Regions from separate parts of the Sus scrofa genome. Here all the other regions are linked to region 1. Evidence: chromatin contacts called from public Hi-C data. All regions are on one chromosome and are shown on one strand. Each heading gives the region's core, a stretch centred on a gene start, on an enhancer-like site or on the middle of the called end of the contact. The rest is flanking DNA. Distances are from core to core; before and after follow the strand shown. Region 1 holds the start of FZD8 (frizzled-8). Region 2 holds the start of LOC102164731 (endogenous retrovirus group V member 1 Env polyprotein-like). Region 3 has its middle 170 kb from the start of FZD8.

The links. A called contact is a pair of places that touch in the nucleus more often than the background predicts.
Region 2: a contact with region 1 is called in a Hi-C map of liver, with 3 times the contacts expected there. The contact joins the promoter of LOC102164731 here to the promoter of FZD8 in region 1. A contact is called at or near these places in 2 of 47 Hi-C or Micro-C datasets (embryonic fibroblasts and liver).
Region 3: a contact with region 1 is called in a Hi-C map of liver, with 7 times the contacts expected there. The contact joins the enhancer-like site here to the promoter of FZD8 in region 1. A contact is called at or near these places in 1 of 5 promoter capture datasets (liver), 5 of 47 Hi-C or Micro-C datasets (fetal liver, liver, retroperitoneal adipose tissue and 1 more) and 1 of 2 datasets of contacts at active chromatin or transcription factors (skeletal muscle).

What each region holds. Positions count from the first base shown.
Region 1 is chr10:58,094,680-58,098,395 of Sscrofa11.1, forward strand. FZD8 (frizzled-8) reads right to left here and starts at 2,111. Exons shown (of 2, transcript XM_021064988.1): 1 at 1,572-2,111; 2 at 1-1,569. The coding sequence starts at 2,090. The coding sequence ends at 10. All of the region lies in intron 1 of LOC110255709 (a long non-coding RNA gene), which reads left to right.
Region 2 is chr10:57,927,382-57,930,756 of Sscrofa11.1, forward strand. It overlaps LOC102164731 (endogenous retrovirus group V member 1 Env polyprotein-like), which reads right to left and starts at 1,735. Exons shown (of 2, transcript XM_005668194.3): 1 at 1,639-1,735. It also overlaps a transcript of CCNY not described here.
Region 3 is chr10:58,266,919-58,270,582 of Sscrofa11.1, forward strand. No RefSeq gene overlaps it. Among named protein-coding and RNA genes, the nearest start is that of FZD8, 170 kb to the left of the region's middle. Within about 2 kb of position 1,878, at least 10 of the 83 cell types and tissues checked have an H3K27ac peak or open chromatin away from gene starts, as enhancers often do. A contact at or near this core is called in fetal liver and liver, where this site is marked.

The DNA.
Region 1 (3,716 bases), core at 861-3,360:
CCCCTCTGCTCAGACCTGGGACAATGGCATCTGCTTTGGATAAGACACGGAGCTAGCCGTGCCAGATCGCCACGTCAGGCCGGTGCTGACGTCGCTGTAGAGGGAGCCCGCCCCGCCGCCCGGCCCCCCGCCCCCGCCAGCCCCCGGGCCACCGCCCCCCGGGCCGCCGCCCCCCGGGCCCGCGCCCGTGGCGCCCGCGCCCTTGCTGGCCCAGCAGCAGCGGGTGCACAGCGCGCGCCACGACTCGAGCGTCTTGCCGGACCAGACCCACACGCCCGAGGTGATGCCCACCACCAGGCACATGAAGTACTTGAGCATGAAGACGGCGTAGTCGGGCCGGCGCGCCTGGTCCGGCTGCAGGTCCCGCAGGCATGGGCAGTTGTGCGTGGCCTCCCAGCGCGGGCGGTTGTGCTGTTCGTAGAAGAGACAGGCGACCACGACAGCGGCGGGCACGGTGTAGAGCACGGTGAAGAGGCCCAGGCGGATCATGAGCTTCTCCAGTTTGTGCGTCTTGGTGGGGCCTCCCTGCTGCTTGATGACCGAGCGGATGCGGAAGAGCGACACGAAGCCGGCCAGCAGGAACATGGTGCCGATGAAGAGGTAGATGACCAGCGGCGCCAGCACGAAGCCGCGCAGGTTGTCCAGGCTCTGGTTGCCCACGTAGCAGATGCCCGCCACCGGATCGCCGTCCACCGAGCTGAGCGCCAGCACGGCGATAGACTTGACGCTGGGCACGAGCCAGGCGGCCAGGTGGAAGTACTGCGAGTAGCCGGCGATGGCCTCGTTGCCCCACTTCATGCCCGCCGCCAGGAACCACGTGAGCGACAGGATCACCCACCAGATGGAGCTGGCCATGCCGAAGAAGTAGACGAGCAGGAAGACCACGGTGCACAGCGCCGGGCCCGTGGTCTCATAGCGCACGTGCTGCTCCACGGCGCCCAGCTCCTCGTACTCGCCGCGCCCTCCCGGGCCGCCCGCGCCCGCTCCCGCCGCGCCGGCTCCCGCCGCCGCGCTGCCCGCGCCGCCCGCGCCGCCCGCAGCCCCCGCACCGCCGCTGCACGCCACCTTCTCGTGGCCCGCCACCAGGCGCACCAGGTAGCCGACGGACACGAAGAGGTAGCAGGCCGAGAGGAAGATGATGGGCCGCTCCGGGTACTTGAAGCGCTCCATGTCTATGAGGAAGGTGGAGACGGTGGCGAAAGTGGACACGAAGCAGAGCACCGACCACAGGCCGATCCAGAAGACGGTGAAGGCGCGCTCGTCCTGGCTGAAGAACGGGTTGTGGCAGGGCAGCGCGCAGTTGGCGATCTGGCCGGTCTTGACGCGGTTGTAGAGAGGGTGCCGCTCGCTGGACACGCTCACCATGGGAGCGCGGCATTGGCAGCCCGGCTCGCAGGGCGCCGCGCCGCCGCCAGGGGGCCGCGCCTTCCCGCCGCCACCACCGCCGCCGCCGCCGCCGCCGCCGCGCGCGGGGGGCGCAGCCGCGTCCCCGCCGCCGCCCCTGCCGCGGGACGGGGGCCGGGCCCCCGGCGGGCGGCCGTGGCCGCTGCCGGAGGGCGGCTGCTCTCGGGCGGCGGCGGCGGCGGCGGCGGGCGGCGCGGTGGGCTGGGCGCGGCCGTGGTGAGGTCGGTGCGGTTGTAGTCCATGCACAGCGTGTCGGGGTTGCCCTGCTCGGGCAGCCGGTCGCAGCGCATGCGGTCAGGCCAGGCGAAGCCGTACTGGCGCATGAGGGGCGCGCAGCCGGCCTTGGCGCGCTCGCACACCGAGCGGCAGGGAGGCAGGGGCTTCTTGTAGTCCTCCAGACAGATGGGTGTGTACATGCTGCACAGGAAGAACTTGAGGTCGGGCGAGCACTGGATCTCCACCAGCGGCCAGAATTGGTGCACCTCCAGGCCCGCCTCGTCCTGCGTGTCGTGGTTGAACTGGTTGGGCATGTAGGTGTAGTTGTAGCCGATGCCCTTGCACAGCGGCACGGTGATCTCCTGGCACGCCAGCTCCTTGGCCGAGGCGGCCGCCGCGCCGCTCGAGCGCTGCAGCAACGCCAGGGCGGCCAGCAACGAGGTCACTTCCAACAGGTAACCCCACTCCATGCTGCGCGCCTCGGCCCCGCGCCCTCGCCCTCCGGGTGGCGCGCGGAGGGGCGCCGGGGATCCTTCGAGAGCGCGGGAGAGGAGAGCGGGTGCCCGGCCGGGCTTTCTCCTGCCTCTCCCAGGAGGGGCTCTCCCGATAACCTAGTCCCTTCTCGGGACGCGTCCGCACGGCGCTGCGGGAGAGGAGGGTGGCTGCCGGAGGGCGCCCGGGTCCGCGGGTCCACCCCGCTCACTCCGGCCAGGGTCAGCCCTTGCGGGGCAGAGTGACCGGCCCCCAGCTCATCGTCTCTCCCTTGCTCGCTTTCTCCGCACTCCGGTGACTTTGCCGGGTACCGAGGGCGGCGGCGCAGCAAGTTTCCTCTCGGGCCGCGGTGCGCAGTCAAGATGGCTGGGCCAGGCCGCTCCGCGCTGGGTCAGCCCCTGCGGCCCCTTTTCGGCGTCCCGGGGCTCATGCTTGACCCCAAGGCCGCGCGGCTGCCGCCGGGGTTCGGAGCCCGCCTCCGCCGAAGCCGCCGCCCTCTGTCCCCTGCTTCGGTCCGTCTGTCCGCTGCCGGGATGACGGGCCCCGCCTCCGGTGGAAGTCCGCGCCGCGCTCCGGCCAGCAGTCGGGCGAGGTGTCGGCGGTCCTCTTCTCGCTGGACACCCGGAGCCAAATCCAGGCCGGAAGGCGGAGCGGACACCTGAGCGGCGCGCCCGCGCCCCACTGTTGCCGCTGCCGCCGCCTCCGCCGCCGCCGCCACCTCCGCCTCCTCCTCCTCCTCGGCGGGAGCAGCGCCCCTCGCCAACTTCCCGCTCCGGCCCCGCTGCGCCCGGGCCGGCTCATGAATATTTATACGGGGCGGACTCGGTCTCCGCCCGCGACCCGCGCGCCAATCCCGGGCGCGGGGCGGAGTCTGCGCGCTCCCCAGGCCCAGCCTTCCTGGGGCGGGCCCGGCTGTTCGCGCCGCCGTGCACGCCGTCTGCGGCCAGAGTTTGGGTAACCTTGGGATTGACCGCAGACACTGACGCTTTGCCACCACGGTCCCCATCGTGCTCGATGTGTCGAAGTCGGGGTTCCATTTCCCCGAGTCTGCGCTTAGGGACTGGGGACGAGCCTTTATGCAAGCGCGACCTCGGAGGCCCGTTTCGAACTAGTCAAGCCCCTGCTTTCTCCGTCCCCCAAATGTGGGCGACCTCCTGGCAGCGGGACCACCCCCCACTCCCCCAGCCGGCCAGTGAGCGGGGGCGTTGCGGGGGACCGAGAAAGGGATGCCTTTCTTGGGGTTCTCAGGACGATGAGAATATAGGTGGAATGGAACCGCTGCAGTTGATTCTGGCTGGTGGGGGCTGGACCGGGGACTTCCCGCTCAGTGTCGTGGGGGAAGCCTCAGTTTCCTTACTTGCAGTGTGGAGTCACAGTACAGATCTCAAAGGGGATTCTGCTAATTGGGTGAGATAAAATAGAGACAGCATCCAGATCCAGTGCACTTTCATGAACCATAAATCCCTTTCTTCTTTAAAAAAGAACAAGAAAGAAAAAGAAAGGGAGAAAGAAAAACTTATAAACAGGACAGACTGGAAACTCTGCGGCTGGATTTTCTCTCTTCGCCTCGTGCTTTTGGAACATACATACGTCTCTCCAAAGTT
Region 2 (3,375 bases), core at 485-2,984, 170 kb before region 1:
GGGTATGGGAAAATGCACCCTTGAAGTCCGACACAGAGAAATGTTGAGTGCCCCCTGGCATCTGGGTGAGTAGGGTGGGGTTGGCACCATTGGGTGAATGGAGATGCCTTCCATACTCACTGTTCCTATGTCTCACACCAAATGGTGTGCTCATTAGGCTTTTGGTCAGGGAGAATCTGAGCGTTATAAAAGGACTGGCAGGCCAAATGGGCCGGTGTTTTAGGAATTTGGTGAGCAGTGTTTGGATGCCCCCTCTCAAGGCCTCAGGCTTTAAAGGCTATTGCCTCTGGATTCCAGGCTATTTCCCTCCAGGCTTTAACTTTTATCTCCACTGGGGCCACAGGCTTCGCCTTTCCTGGTACTGATATATCCCAAACCACAGGACCCACTGGTTTCCTACTTTCTTGGGGGATATTTTCATGACCAATATCTGGGAACTACTAATAGATGCATCTTCTATTCTGATTTTCTGCCTTCTTGGAATCACTCTGTGCTAAAAATATACTAGCTCTCAGTTTACTTAACACATCTCTTCTGAGGAGGGGGACAGCCATGTCAGCATATACAAAAAAGGAACGAGTAAAGATTAGACCTGACCTCGCCAGTAAGGCAGGGGTGTAAATCGTCTTATCTTTGGCTGCTCATCAACCCCCATTACCCTACAGACATAGGTGGAGGGGGCCAGCAGGATCTCACAAGGACATTCCAACAAATGGCAATAATACAGTCCAGAGCATGGAGCTTTTTAAAAGATGGACTAATAAATGTATGAACATTACTAAGGGACGGAGAGGGAGCACAGGTTAAAAAAAAGGTTTACAGGAGCTCTCTTTGTGGCTCAGTGGTTAACGAATCTGACTAGTATCCATGAGGACCTGGGGCGGATCCCTCCCTCAGTGGGTTAAGGATCCCGCGCGCCCTAAGCTGTGGAGTACAGCTACAGATCGATTAGACCCCTAGCCTGGGAAACATCCATATGCTGCAGGTGCGGCCCTTAAAAAAAAAAAAAAAAAAAAGCAATGGAAAAAAAAAGGTTACACTCGTTCAGATTTCGACAAAATAATGTTTACATGGCCTTTAGCAAGATGTACACATATCGCTGATGCTCGAGCGCTGATGCTTGCCCTTACTTTTCTTCCCAGTTGGTACCTGCCTCCGTAAATAACACTTTGAGTTTCTGGATCTCAGTTTCCTCATATAGACCATGGGTTGCGCCTGGTTTCTCCGTACAGAGCATTCTGTCCCCGCGTCTCCCCTCAGGACGCCTTCCCTGCCACTTGGAATGGGGAGAAGGGTTGTTCCTGCCGCCTTATTCTGCCCCCGGGACAGGCGAGGGTGCAGCGTTGCAGAGGAGGTGGCGGGGACTACCCCTCAAAGTCCCCATACGCACGGCCCGGGGCGTGGGCAGGTGACAGGAGAGCAGGCGCTACCTGGCGGACCCGACAGTAACCCGCGGGGAGCGCGGCGCCTCCCGGGCCCGAGGTGCATTCCGGGCGGACGGCCGGCGGCTCAGGACGGGGTAGAGCGCCTATCCTACCCAGTGCCTCTCGGCGCGCGAAAGAGAAGCGAAAAAAGCCCCGCCCCTCAGCCCGGAGCAGCCCCGCAGCCCCCGCCTCGCGGCTGGAGCGCCGCACGCACCTCTTGTCCCAGCGCGGGGTCCTCGCGACGCCGCCGCGCTGCCCGCGCCTGTGAGAAGCCACCCGCTCCTCCGCGGCGCATCCGCTTCCAGGGCAGCGGGCGGGGCGGGGCCGGGTGGGCGGGGCGCGGTCGAGCCGGGTGGGCGGGGCGCGGAGGGCGCGGAGGGCGGGGTCGGTAGGGCGGGCCCAGCGTCCCCGCAGCCGCCCACGCCCGGGCTCCCGGCCGCGCCTCCGTGTCGGCCGCGTCCTCGCCGCCCACGGCCGCCCGCGTTCCCGCCGCCGGCGTCCACTCCGCGTCCCGCGTCCACCCCGCGTCCCGAGCGGCCGCGCCCCTTGAACCGGAACCGCTTGCGGCCGCCGGCGGCGAGCCGGGCCGATCGGGAAGCGGAGGCGGCTGCGCGGCGCCCGCCATGGCGGCGGCGGGGTGAGCCGGGCCGGGCGGCCGCAGTCGCGCGGGCGCGGGCGCTCCTCCGCCGCGGACAGGCCGCCGGGCCGGGCGAGGGGAGCCGGGCCGCCCATGGCGAGGCCGCGCCGCCGCCGCCGCTGCTGACCCGGGGCCGCGCCGGGGCCCGGGCGCCCGCCATGGGGAACACCGCCTCGTGCTGCGTGTCGTCCAGCCCCAAGCTCCGCAGGAATGCCCACTCGCGGCTGGAGTCCTGCCGGCCCGACGCCGACCTGAGCCGCGAGGACACGGGCTGCAACCTGCAGCACATCAGCGATCGGGAGAACATCGACGGTAAGGCGGGCGGGAGGGCGGGGGTCTCTCGGATTCCTCCGGCGCCCCGCGCCGCCGGACCGCGCGCCCCACACCCCGCGCCCCGCCCGGCGGCCGTTGCTCTCGGCCGGTCCCCGCGAGCGGGCCGGGGTCTTCGCCCCGGAGGGCCGGCCGGGGCGGGGTCCAGGCCGGGCTCTGGACGTCTGTCCGGCAGAGCCAGCCGCCTGCCAAGTTGCGCGCCGAAGGGTGAGCCGCCCCGTCCTCCGAAAGGCGAAGGGGATGGGGACCCTGGCCACGGCCGAGGAATGAGTTCCCAGTTTGGAATCGCAGTCGCTACCTGCGGCCGGAGAACTGGGTGCCTGGGTCAGCTCTCCGGAAACTCGCAAATTGATCCCACTTGCTGGCCTCAGACCCCATTTCCATAAAAGCTAATCCCCCCAAAATACCAACAACAATAAGGAATTAAAAAAATTTTTTTTTTTGCGGGGGCGGGGCGCGGTGTGGGATTGCAGTCAAATAGCTTCACCTGAATGCTATTAAAATTTCTTTACGGGACCATCACAGCAGTTTGCTGACAGTTTTGGATTAAGTCGCTTCTTCTTTGCCTGGGGCTGAATTACAGAGTCTTGTGAATTTCTGATTGATTTGAATGACTTTTGGTTGGGACTAGGGTTTGTAAAGGACTGATCACTACACGTGGTAATGGTGGTTTATTTTATTGGTCTTAACAGTGCCTTTATTAGCACTATTTTGTCAATCAGCTACGTGGCTTAATATCTGTAGATGGGTAGTTTATGCGTCTTATAATTTATGTAATTTTCAACTTAAAAATTTTAAAATTGGAAATATATTTTTATGACAGCTTGACTTTTTTTTAAGCACGAAGTCTTTTCACAATTGGTGTGGTTGAAGTAATCTGGAAAATTTTCTTGTGTGAATGAATTGGCACAACTGTCATAATTCATTCTTGTTACTTTTAGGATGGCGCATTCCCTTTAGTTTGCAAAGCCAAATTTAAACTAC
Region 3 (3,664 bases), core at 628-3,127, 170 kb after region 1:
GCCTTTTAATATTCTGCAGCTGTCTCTTTGCTTTCCTATACTCTCTCCAGCAACGGAAATGCACTATCGGCTTGAATGACGGGCCGTCTCCCTTCAGTCTCCATTTGGGTTTGTAATTGACTCATGACCTCATGCTTAGGGAAATCCTTTCTCAGTCTATCAAGTCCCTGCTGACTTTTCTCACGACGGAATGAAGGCAGCAGAGCCATCAGATTCAGCGGGCTTTTTACGGAGACTTCCAGCTTGTAGCTTTCATTTCCTTACCTGACCTGACTTCACACCTGGGTCGGTTGTGGCAACGCTGTTTTCTGAAGCCATGAGCGGGTGATCCCCTTCCTCCCCACGAGCAGAGGTTTGCTGAGCTGACCCCACAAGCAGGTGGCTTCTGGCTGCTGCCCCCTCGCAGCCCCGGGGCCCCACCTCCTTGTCTCCCACCGCTGGTAATCTCAGAACCTAGCCCCCCCCGCCCCACCAACTCAGCACTCCTCCCCCAAAAGCAGCAGAATTAGGGGAAACCTGAAGTAGCTCTTCACCAGGAAAAGGGCCTTAAGTTGAAAGGACACGGGTGGAGGAGAGGATAAAGACCCTCAAGGCATCAGGAACTTCCAGCTCTGGGGTGGACCACTTGGAGGAAATAAATGCTCAGAGCCATGGAAAGCAGTGAATTTCAACTCCTGCCCTTTCCTGTCCCTGTCTTTTCCTTTCCCCTCTCCCTCTCTTCCTCCCCTTCCCACTTGTTAATTGCATTGGATGGTCCCAAAGTAGGACCCCAAAGGAGTGCGTGTGTTTTTGTCCTCTGTGTTCTGCAAACAGAGGTCCAGGTATGCATTCGCATTAGCGTTTTCCTTCTCTGCCTGGGCTGAGCATCTGTATCTTGTGGTTTATTCGTGGATTCGCACATGCTTTTCAGGTACTGGGCACATACCTTGTTCCAGTCCTAGTGCTTTCAAGAGAATAAAAGCAATGCTGCCTAAGATTTACTATTTTCTATTAATGGGCCCTCTACTAAGTGTGCAGCGTTCAAAAGGCTGAACGCATTCACTGAACTGTCCCTTATTCCTGCCTGTTTTCCAGATGGAGGTTGGGTTTTAAGGGACATAAATAACTGGTCTGTGGGTCTGCACCCAGCAGCTTGATGACAGACTTGAGCTGTGCTTCCTCTGTTTAGGCCAGTGGTTCTCAAACTTTAGCTGCATCAAAAAGACCTAAAGGGCTTTTTATTGCACACATTTCTGGCCCTAATCCTAAAGACTCTGATTCATAAGTCTGAGAATTTGCATTTCTAACAAGTTCCCGGATGGTAATAATGGGGCTTCTACCTTGAGAACTGCAGCATTAGGCTCCACTCCCCCTCGGTGGCCCCCTCTGTGGCCCAGTTACTTTAGCAAAGGTGAAATGTGTGCTCGTAGTTAATTTGCAGCTCACGTTCACTGCACCCATCAGTGGAAGGGCCAGGGCCCGAAAGTGCTGCTTCTCCTCGGCTCTATCCATATCTGTGCCGTGTCTCGGGGTCTCTTTGTCCCTCGGTGCTTCTGGGAGAAAGCAGTGATGAATTGAGTTGCTGGTTGTTCTTAGTGGCTGGCCAAAGAAGTTATTTCCTATGTCTCAGGATGTCCCTGTGTGCTGAGAGTGGCAGTTTTACCAACAATATAGGCAGCTGAATAGGTAACATCCCCTCGAGTCACTTCTGCTCCATCTACTGGGCCAGAGTCTAGCTACTCTGGAGCATCGGTCCGAATCTTGAAAGCCGATAGTAAAAACAGCAGCTGTACCGAGACTGTTTATTTATTTAATCCCTCGGGTAAACACAGCCACGATGACGGATCATCACTTGGCTCGTCAACAGGACCGAGCTCCACCAGGGGCCTTGTCCTCATGTGAGTCCACGGGCCTTTTCCTGTGTCTGCAAACAGTGGCAAAGAGGAAACGGGGGGGAAGTCGGGGTGAGGAAACAGCGTTGCATTGCAAAACTCGGATAACACAATTGGCATGGCAGTTCCCAGGACACACGGGACCCCGCCGGATGGCGGAGGTGCAAGCCCCGGAGGGGCGGCTCTGTTCTCTGGCACCGCGGGTGCGCACGTTTCGCAGCCTTGGACTTGCCCTGCCTCTAAGGAAGCTATTTACAGTGTTGCACAGTGGGACAGTTTTATGAGCCAACCCACTCATTTTTATGAGGGTCCCCGGGGTAAAGCAGTTATACAATCTTCCCCCAGCACACCCGGCATCTGTGAAGTACAAACAATATAAAGTAGGCCATCCAGGCCCGTAAAGCAGGCACTGCCCAGCCGTCGTGATTTAAGTTCAGTTCAGCGGTGACCTGGCTTATTACGATAAGATAGAGGAGTGAATGGCGCCTACGCAGGGAGAAGGCAAGGGAGTGGGAAATAAAGAATTCCCTGGGCTCCTTCCAGAAGCTGTGAGTTGAAGGGATCGGACTCTCGTTATCGGAAAAAGGACCCAAACTCAGTCGCTAGGATGTTCTTGCAAAGGACGCTGCAGATTTGTTGGTGGAAGGAAGTGACACCGCCTGCTACCAAATATTTGGTCAGCTCTCCATCACCAACTTTCTGATCTTAGTATGGCTTTCCGTGATCAACCAACTTTTCCCAGCGCAATGAGGTCTCTGGCTGCGCTTGTATTTCCAAACGAGTGTGCTGACCTTGGACTTCCTAAGGGGACAGGGTTAATTATGAACCAGACCACGGATCTTCAATTTATCAGCGGGCTAAGTAGCTGGTGACCGCGCCCCCATCGGAGTCAACTTCGAGGAAATGAAACGGGACTTATTTACATTTAGAGCGATGCTCAGCTTCTTAATCACCTCAAAGCATTTAAAAATTAACTTTCCTAACCAGCAGCTCGAGAGGCAAAATGAACCCTGGGAAAGCCTTGGCTACCCTTCTCTCTCTCCTCCTCTGGGGCTGCCTATTCATTATTTCAGCCTGTGTTCTTTGCCTGTGTTTTGTTGTTGTTGTTGTTGTTTTTGCTAAACCCTGGAAACTCTCTTGTGTTTGCTACGTCTCTGATAAAGCAGGTTTCTACGACCTCATCGGAATGGCCAACAATTGCCGGGAGAGCTGAGTGCATGGGCACCGGAAGACATGGGACCCAGTCTGTTCAACTTTGTGGTATAGGCAATGTTTCAGTGAAATTGGTTGGTTATCAAAGGGTTATTATGGATTGCATGTGCCGGACAAGAGGGGTAAGCCAAGATTCCAAGCGCTTCTCACCAGGCCGTGGGGTTCCTTTTAAGTGAATACTAGGAATGATTGAATCAATTGTGGATTAGAAGTTGCTAGTCAGCCAAGAGAAATGGCCAGAGGACTGGCCATTGATAGATGATGATCAATGCATGCATAAATGGCAGTTCCGTCACATTTTATCTATTTATTTCTTTTATTTTTTTATTTTTTTGTCTTTTTGCCATTTCTTGGGCTGTTCCCGCGGCATATGGAGGTTCCCAGGCCAGGGGTCTAATCGAAGCCGTAGCCGCTGGGCCTACACCAGAGCCACAGCAACACGGGATCTGAGCTGCATCTGTGACCTACACCACAGCTCACGGCAACGCCAGATCCCTAACCCACTGAGCAAGGCCAGGGACAGAACCCTCAACCTCATGGTTCCTAGTCAGATTTGTTAACCACTGAGCCACGACGGGAAC